2 separate regions of the Mus musculus genome follow, and region 2 is linked to region 1. Evidence: chromatin contacts called from public targeted proximity ligation data. All regions are on one chromosome and are shown on one strand. The core of a region is the stretch at or near the end of the contact, and the rest is flanking DNA. Distances in the headings are between cores, read along the strand shown.

What was found.
Region 2: a contact with region 1 is called in a targeted proximity ligation map of pancreatic cancer cells. A contact is called at or near these places in 1 of 484 Hi-C or Micro-C datasets (the C2C12 cell line) and 2 of 130 datasets of targeted methods (bone marrow-derived dendritic cells and pancreatic cancer cells).

The regions. Positions count from the first base shown.
Region 1 is chr19:9,051,451-9,055,623 of GRCm38.p6, reverse strand. It overlaps a transcript of Ahnak not described here. Among named protein-coding and RNA genes, the nearest start is that of Scgb1a1, 34 kb to the left of the region's middle.
Region 2 is chr19:9,963,174-9,967,563 of GRCm38.p6, reverse strand. No RefSeq gene overlaps it. Among named protein-coding and RNA genes, the nearest start is that of Gm41806, 5.3 kb to the left of the region's middle.

The DNA.
Region 1 (4,173 bases), core at 1,099-3,598:
TGTGTGTGTGTGTGTATGTGTGTGCCTGTGTGTGTGTGTCTTGTGTGTGTGTGTGTCTGTATGTGTGTCTGTGTGTGTTTTCACATGTGGGAGTCAGTTCTGTCTTTCAACCATGTGAATTCCAAGTGTTAAACTCTGATCATCAGACTTAGCACCATTACCCACTGAAACCATCTTGCCAGCCCAAGCAACAGCAATTGCATCACTGTAGATGGAACAATTCTTTCTGATGTCTTGCAAGAGTCTTGCACTGTAGGGTACTTAGCAGCAATCCTGCCACCACGTACTAGATGGCAGTAGAAGTCCCCTTGTGAAAGGGGGAAACCCTCCTGTGAACCGCATGTTGGGGAATGAGGAGACAGCAGAGAAAGACATCATGTCTGCAGTAGCAGACAGACACTGAATCTGGAAAACCCTATAATAGCCCCATCTGAGGCTCCTCTAAGCTCCTCCTCTGGAGAAGGGAAACATTAGTAAAATCTAGATCTATCTCCATATCCACAAGGCCTCATAAAATTAAGAAAGCACCTTCCATCTAACTTCTTAGCAAAGAGAAAATTGTCATTTTTAACCGACAGAATCAATATCATTTTTACTATTAACTATGTAACTTCCATTTGCCTGAACCACTTTAGTCTAAGACTGAGGCTGAGATCATTTTAACCATGATTTCCATGATGCTGGCTCTGACCCCTGACAGCTGCAGTAGGATCCTAGCCTCCCACAGCCCACTTCTCATACACACATTTACATGGATGTGAGTCCACATACATGTGTATGCATACAAACATGCATTTGTAAACCTCTGTGTATATATGAGTGTTTTGTATGTGTATACATACACAAGCATATGTGTGTACCTATATAAACACAAGTGCATGTGTGCATGTATGCATACATACTGTTACACGTACACAGGCATGCATCCACACATACACCCATAATTCCACCATTCAGGAGGTCAAAGTACAAAGATCACATTTTTGAAGATAGACAGGGCTCACATAGTGGGGCCCTGTCTCAAAAAATAAAAACAAAAATCAAGTGCCAGGAGCTCACTCACCCACACTGAACCTCTCCCACATTTTTTGGTTTTGTTTTTGTCTTTTCATTCTTATTCTTATTTTGAGACAAGGTCTCATATAGACTAGGCTAATCTGAAGTTCACCATGTACCCAAAGATGACTTCAAATTCTTTTTATTCTTTTTTTTCTTTTCTTTTCTTTTTTTTTTTTTTTAGTTCTATGCATGGTTTATTTAGCTTAACATCGTGCTATCAAGTTCCAGTTTTTTCCTACAAGTGTCACAATTTCATTTTTTTCATTATGGCTACATAAAACTGCATTTCTTTTATCCACTAATATGTTAATTAGCAGCTAGTCTCCTTCCATCTTCTGGCTATTGTGGATAGCTCAGCAGTGAACAGCGATGTGCCTGTAGATATTGGGATATATTGACTAAGAGTCTTTTGAATAAATGCCAGGGAGTAGTGCAGCTGGGTCATTTGGTGGTTTTATTTTTAGGTTGTTCGTTGATTTAGAATATTGTGCTATCTCCACAATAGCTGCACAACTTTGCATCCCCCAATTGCAGTAAACAGAGTTTTCCCTTTCTTCACACCCCCACTTGTCATTTGTTTGCTTCATGACAGCCACTCTGACTGGTACGTGATGAGATCTAAAAGGGATTTTAACTTAAATTTCTCTGATAGTTAAAGATTTGACTTCAAATTCTTGATCCTTCTGCCTCTAACCCCCAAATTCTGGTATTACAGATCCATGCCTCCTTGTCTATGTCTGTCTGTTTATTAGAGCCTATAACTCCAGGCTAGCCTGGCTCTCATGCAAGGCCCGTTTCAACCTCTCAGATGCTGGGATTATAGATGTGAGTCCATGCCATCTGTGTGTGGATGCGATGTGGCTAGCTGCCTCAATAGCCTGCCACCATGACTTCTCTATCACTGTGCCTAGAACTGTGAACCAAAATAAGCTCTTCCTTCCTTGTATCCTTTGCAAGGAATTTGCCACAGCAGCGAGGAGAGTGAGGATACAGCCCTATTCAAATACTTCCCCTGCAGGCTTTCACTTCACATTCTGACCCGACTCACCTAGGCCAGCTTCCCACACTGTCCTCCTACTGCCCCGTAAGGCCCCTGTTCTCCAGGCACCTCCACTTTGGTTGCCCTCCCTGGGTACCACAAACCCCATCCTCCTCTAGGATCTCCATTACCCCATCTTGTGAGCTACCATTCATATCTCTCCACTTTGAACTCCACCACCCTCTAAATAATAACAGATCAACCTCGCTGCTTCTAAGTAATAACTACCAGCCACCAGCCGCCTCTCCTCCCCCACCCTGTCAAGGGCCTCTCTGTGGCTGTTGGCCTGCCTCCTGCCTGCTCTGACTCATACCAGCCCTCAAGAACCGCATGAATTCAGCCCTCCCTTGATGCCTATGCCAGGACCACACTTCCTCTCCCGCTCTTCCCACCCGCTACCATAATTTCTCAAAGAATGATCCAGACCCTGGCATGAGGATGACCAGAAGCCCTTGTTTAAAATACTCGGACAGTGAAATAAACCAGACACAAAGGCAAACTCTGAATTTACCTTCTGAGGTTACTCAAATAGTTAGCTATGTAGGGACAGAATGGTGGTTGCAGGGGCTCAGGCAGGGGGGCTGGGAAGGTGGTGTTCAACAGGGATGTTCAAGGGGTCTGAGTTTTAGCAGGAAAAGGGGGAAAGGTTCTAAAGATGGATAGCAGTACAGAATGTGAGCTTATTTAAACTAGAGCACTGCACACTTAATGGTTAAAACATGTGGTGTGTGTGTGTGTGTGTGTGTGTGTGTGTGTGTGTGTGTGTGTGTATGTGTGTGTGTAACTTACCTGATAGAGTGCTTACTTAGCATGCATGAGGCCCTGGCTTTGATTCCCCAGTGCCAAACAGCCATGATGGCACATGCTTATAACCTCAATAGTCCATAGGAAGTAGAAGTGAACAGGAGATTCTGACGTTCAAGGTCATACTGGCTACCTAGCAAGCTGAGACCAGCCGGGGACTACAAGAGACCATGTCTCGAAAATCGGTACTAAAACTGGAAATTTTTGTTAAGTACATTCTACTTCAATTCTTTAAAGCTATGAGGAAATCAGAGCCTTGGGAGTTGGGGTACAACACCATATTTTTCACAAGCCCCCTGGTAGTTTTTATGCATCATATGTGTAAGAACCACTTATTCGCCAGGCAGTGGTGGCACACGCCTTTAATCCCAGCACTTGGGAGGCAGTGGCAGGCGGATTTCTGAGTTCAAGACCAGCCTGGTCTACAGAGTGACTTCCAGGACAGCCAGGGCTACACAGAGAAACCCTGTCTTGGGGAAAGGAAAAAAAAAAAAAAAGCAGCTAAAAAAAAAAGAAGAACCACTTTATTGCTTGTGTCATTTTCTGAACAGAACCTGTAATTCCCAGACTTAGTCACACAGTGAGGTCTAGCACAACCTGGAATAGATGAGACCCTGATTACAAAAATAAATGAAGTGTTTAATGTCAGCCAGTTACTAAATCCCCCAGACTTTACTCTCCTGATCTGTAAGATGGACACAACACTGCCTTCTCCGGGATCTTCTTTTTTTTTTTTTGGTTTTTCGAGACAGGGTTTCTCTGTATAGCCCTGGCTGTCCTGGAACTCACTCTGTAGACCAGGCTGGCCTTGAACTCAGAAATTCGCCTGCCACTGCCTCCCAAGTGCTGGGATTAAAGGTGTGCGCCACCACGCCTGTTGTCTCTGGGCTCTTCTGAGGGTTGCATCAGATACAGAACATGACTGCTAGGGTCCTCAGAAAAAGTGATCTGAAAAGCCAGGGGTGGAGGAAGATGACTTTACTCCCAGTACTCAGGAGGCAGAGGTAGGCAGATCTCTATGAGTTTGTGTCCAGCCTTGTCTACACAGAGTTCCAGGCCAGTCAGGGCTACATAGAGAGGCCTGTCTCAAGAGAAGACAAAAGTGAGTTTGAGGGGCTGAAATGGCTCAACAAAAGAAAGTGCTGATGATCTAAGTCTGATTTCTAGAACCTAAGGTAAAGGGAACTGACTCCTACACGTTCCCCTTGTACCTCTACCTGCATGCTGTGCCATGCCTGCACCCTTACTAACAGATGCCACATGCTCTGTAC
Region 2 (4,390 bases), core at 19-2,518, 910 kb before region 1:
TTAAGCCCAGCAACCTTCAGCACTTGTGGAGGCCCACTTCCTACTGGCTCTGCTCCGGGGGGTGGGAAACCATATTATACCACCATCTCTCCCAAGGTCATGCAGGACTCAGAACCCAGCCTTTAAAAATGTATAATCTCCTTTTGGGACACAGTTCAGATCCTGAACTGGCCACCTCCCTGAGTGCTCAGAAAATTTTAAGATTCCGTATCTGAAATGAGTTTTCTTGGCTTCCACCCTGAACCGAACAACCTGAGCCAGTTGTTTTTTGTTATATTCCTGCAAAGCCTGCCAGGGTGTTTTTCATGCTTCTAAAAGCCTGAACAAGGGGGACAGTTTCCCAATCTTTTGTTTCCTGAGCAAGGCAAGGCTGGGTCGGGGGGGCTGCAGAGGGAAGGAGAGAGAAAAAAGGGGAGGCAAGAAAGATGGATCCAGGTAAATGGTGTGGTTCATCGGTCACTTGGCAGCACACATGGTGCTGCATACTGCATTATACTTAGGTCTCTGAAGGATCGTTCATCTGACAGTGGGCCTGCTTTCCTATTACCTGGTGATCACTTACTTATTACACATGTGTGGTGATGCCCCTGAAACAGAGGTACTGCACTGACATTTATCTGAAAGTACAACCCATGCAATTATTCACAGTGTGTTATACTTGGTAAGAAATTTCTCTGTTCCTAGTTTAGCTTATTTCCTGTAGCAGCTTTCATACCATTCTTTTAGCCTGTTCTTTGTACTTGAGAAACAAAAATGGAAAACCAAGTTCACAGTAAAAAAAAAAAAAAAAAAAAAAAAAACAACCCACCAGGCTCTGCAGCCAGCAGCCTCACCCACTTCATGTTTACTGGATCTCTTAATAGCATGAAGGAGAAGGACTGAAAAGGAATGATTTAACAAGGTAGTCATTCAGTATATGTCTGCTAGTGAACTGTGCTGTGCCATCTGGGAACAATGACAAGCAAGCCTCCAGTTGCCTTCGGGATCTCCCAGCCCCATCTAACACACATTCTTTGCAAATGGTTTAATAACCACCTTGCCTGACACACCTGCTTGGTGCCAGTGTTGCTGTGGATCCAGGCTGTGGATCTCCCTGGTGTAACCTCTGAGCCAGAAAACAGCAATTAGCCACCACAAATGGAGTCTGATAAAGCACCATCCAGAAGTGGTTAGGGCAAATTCCAAACACGCAGGACATCTATAACCAGCTGGGGCCAGGTCATTAGGGAGTCTGTTAAGATGCCCTGCCCTGCTCTGCCCTGCCCTGCCCTGTCCTGCCTTGCCCCAGATGCCCCACTTCCCCATGCTGCCAGCTCCACAGCTGACCTCACTCTTCTGACAGTTGCTACCCAGCAACTCTCCCAGCAGCTACCACTGAGTCCAGGCACAGATGTCTGACAGGTGGCAGAGCAGGCACATGAGGTCTCATTCCTGGGCATCCTTTTTTCAGGTCTCATGAGTCCCTTAAGTTATCCACATCAGTCCCTGCTGTGTCCCACAGGTCCAGTGTGGCTATACCTCTGTCACTTTCTTTAAGTCTTTCTATCTTAAAACCGTACATTGTTTCATTTTTTTTTTTTTTTTAATTCTGGCTGAGCATGCTTGTGCATGCCTTTAATCCCAGCACTTGGGAGGCAGAGGTAGATGGATCTCTGAGTTTGAAGCCAGCCTGGTCTACAGAGTTAGTTCCAGGACAGTTAGGGCTGTTGAAACTCTGTCTCAAGAAACAAACAAACAAAAGCTGTGGAGATGTATGCATGTGGTGGTGGTGGTGGTGGTGGTGGTAGGATACAACTCTGAGCATGTGAGACAGGGTCTCTCTCTGAACCTAAAGCTCACAGTTTCACCTAGGCAGGCCAGGCAATGAGCTCCTAGGATCTGCCTATCTCTGTCCTGCAAATGCTGGGGTTACAGGAATACAGGGCCATTCTCAGCTTTTACACTAGTGTTGGAGTTCATACTCAGGGTCTTATGCTAGCACGGCAAGTGCTCCTTCCCACCAAGTCATCTTCCCAGTCCCCCCAACTGTTCCTTTCTATCCATCAAAGGTTTGCCCTTTCTTCAGACTCTGGTTTCCATGGGCAGCTGCCAGCTCTGGGGCAGGCAGATCTCTTGCTCTCCATTCTCCTGCTAACATCCCTACCTTCACCCTTTGCTAAGTGACAGTGGATACTTGAGTTTTTGCATTGTCATCCCTCCAATGCACAGGGACACAGAAGACACAGAGGAGAAGAGAGTGTAAGGGCTCGACTCCCCTCCCCTTATTTTCTAAGTAAGGTGGTTTTCTAGTATCCACAACAGTCAACTGTCATTACTATAATGAAGGATGCAAGGCAATTAACTTATAAAGAGAAAAAGGCTTTGTTGTTGATAGGACCATTCCATTCCATTCCATTTAAAGCGGCATTTAAAGACCACCAAGGAGCACTGGATGCATATATGTTATTTGTGTTACTCAAAAACTCTAGGTCTTTTTAGAGGGTGTAAGTAAGGCTTTTAAAATTTATTTATTTATTTGGGTGCTAAGGAGATGACTCAATGTGTCAAATGATGGCCACACAAGTGTGGGGACTGAGTTCAAATTCTTAGCACCTATGTAAAGAGTGGGTGGGACAGATTGTTTGTAATCCCAGCACCCGGAAGACAGAGGCAGAAAATTTCTGAAGTGAGCTGGCTAAGTAGCCAAATTGCCAAGCTCCTGGTTCAGAGAGAACCTGCCTCAATTTGTAAGGTGGAGAGTAATGCTTACATGACATAAGGGTCCATAACCTCAGCCTCTGTGGTAGGACTTATCTTGTGTGCCTTATCGGCTAAAGGATCCCCAGTTGCTAGTCTACTGGCTCTTTAAGAGAACTCTTTGATCCTTTGACCTTCGGGGACTTCTGGGAACAGGAGAGGATATAAACAACCAGCAGAGGCTGAGAGGAGGCGTAAGGTCCAGGTGGCAGAAGAGTAGCATCAGAGAAGACGGTTGGTGCAGGAAAAGAAAAGATTGAATAGGGCTGAAGAAGAAAAGACATCACAGAAAGGAGACTGAGCAGAGTGAAAGCAGGAGACTGCTGAGCCAGGAGAGGCTGAGCTGAGCCAGAGAAGAAATCGGTAGGAGGCAGCTGAGAGAGAACTGAGCTAAAAGAGTGAGAAGACAGTTGGTGACAGTTGATCCAGGAGAAGCCGAGCTGAGCAGAGAGGCTAGAACAGTTGTTATAGTGAGGAGCTGCTGGTATTGGGAAAACTGGGACGAGGAACTGTTCAAGCAGACTTGGGGGAACTGTGGGAGAAACATTTGAAGGGGCTGGGCTAGAAACTGGAGGAGGACTGGCAGGGAGTTAAGAGAACTGGTTACTGTTTGTAAGAAAAGGAGACACTAAAAGAAACATTTAAAACACATTTGACATCTTGCCTCCATGTGCACCCATACACACGTGTGCCCATACACATGTGAACATGCCTATGTAATGCCTGGGCACCACATATACATACAAAGAACTAGTTTATCTTGTCATTACTTGCGGTTCGGAGACGGCATTTTGCTATGTACCTCTGGTTCGGTTGCTACTCACTATGTAGCCAGGCTGTCCTCAGACTTAGGGCAGTCTGCCTGCTTCCATCCCCTAAGTGCTGGAGTTATAGGCACAAACCACTATGCCTGCTCAACATTTTTTAATCTCAAGATGAAAGCCAGGCAGTGGTGGCACATGCCTTTAATCCCGGCACTTGGGAGGCAGAGGCAGAGGCAAAGGTGGACAGATCTCTGAATTCAAGTCCAGCCAGATCTACAGAACTAGTTCAAGGACAGCTAAGGCTATACAGAGAAATCCTATCTCAAAAAATAAATTTATAGAATATAAACATAAATATAAAATAAAATGTATAGACCTGGGGTTTTACTAAGATTAGGGGCACAGATGGAGAAAGGTCTTTGTGCTCACTTGCACTAGAGGAACCTGGAGTGTCAAGCACTCAGAGCTGTTTGTAACATGTGTTATCTGCCCAAAAGGCTGGAGCACATATGTCCTTTAGCCTGGTGACTTTTGTCCTATCTGTGTGGCTAGAGACTGTTCCAGCACTGGATTCTCCCAGACCCTTACTATAAACTTATTTTTTCAGTCAGTCTATAGAGCCTACTCTTTTGGACTTTAAGAGTTTTGACGTAGTCACATCTGATCTGTATTTCGCTTAACTCATTCCCTAAGGAGCTCTATGTATGCTTCTTTTTGCACATGGGATTGAATTAATTATCACCAGAATAGTTTCCACCAAATTGTTCTGTGCCTAACTACATCTAAAATAAACTACTCAGGGTCAGACTCCCGAAGTTTGTACCAACACCAGCTACTGTGTTGAGCCAATCTGGCTTCTTTGCCTCCCATGGCTTGGCTTATTGCTCTGC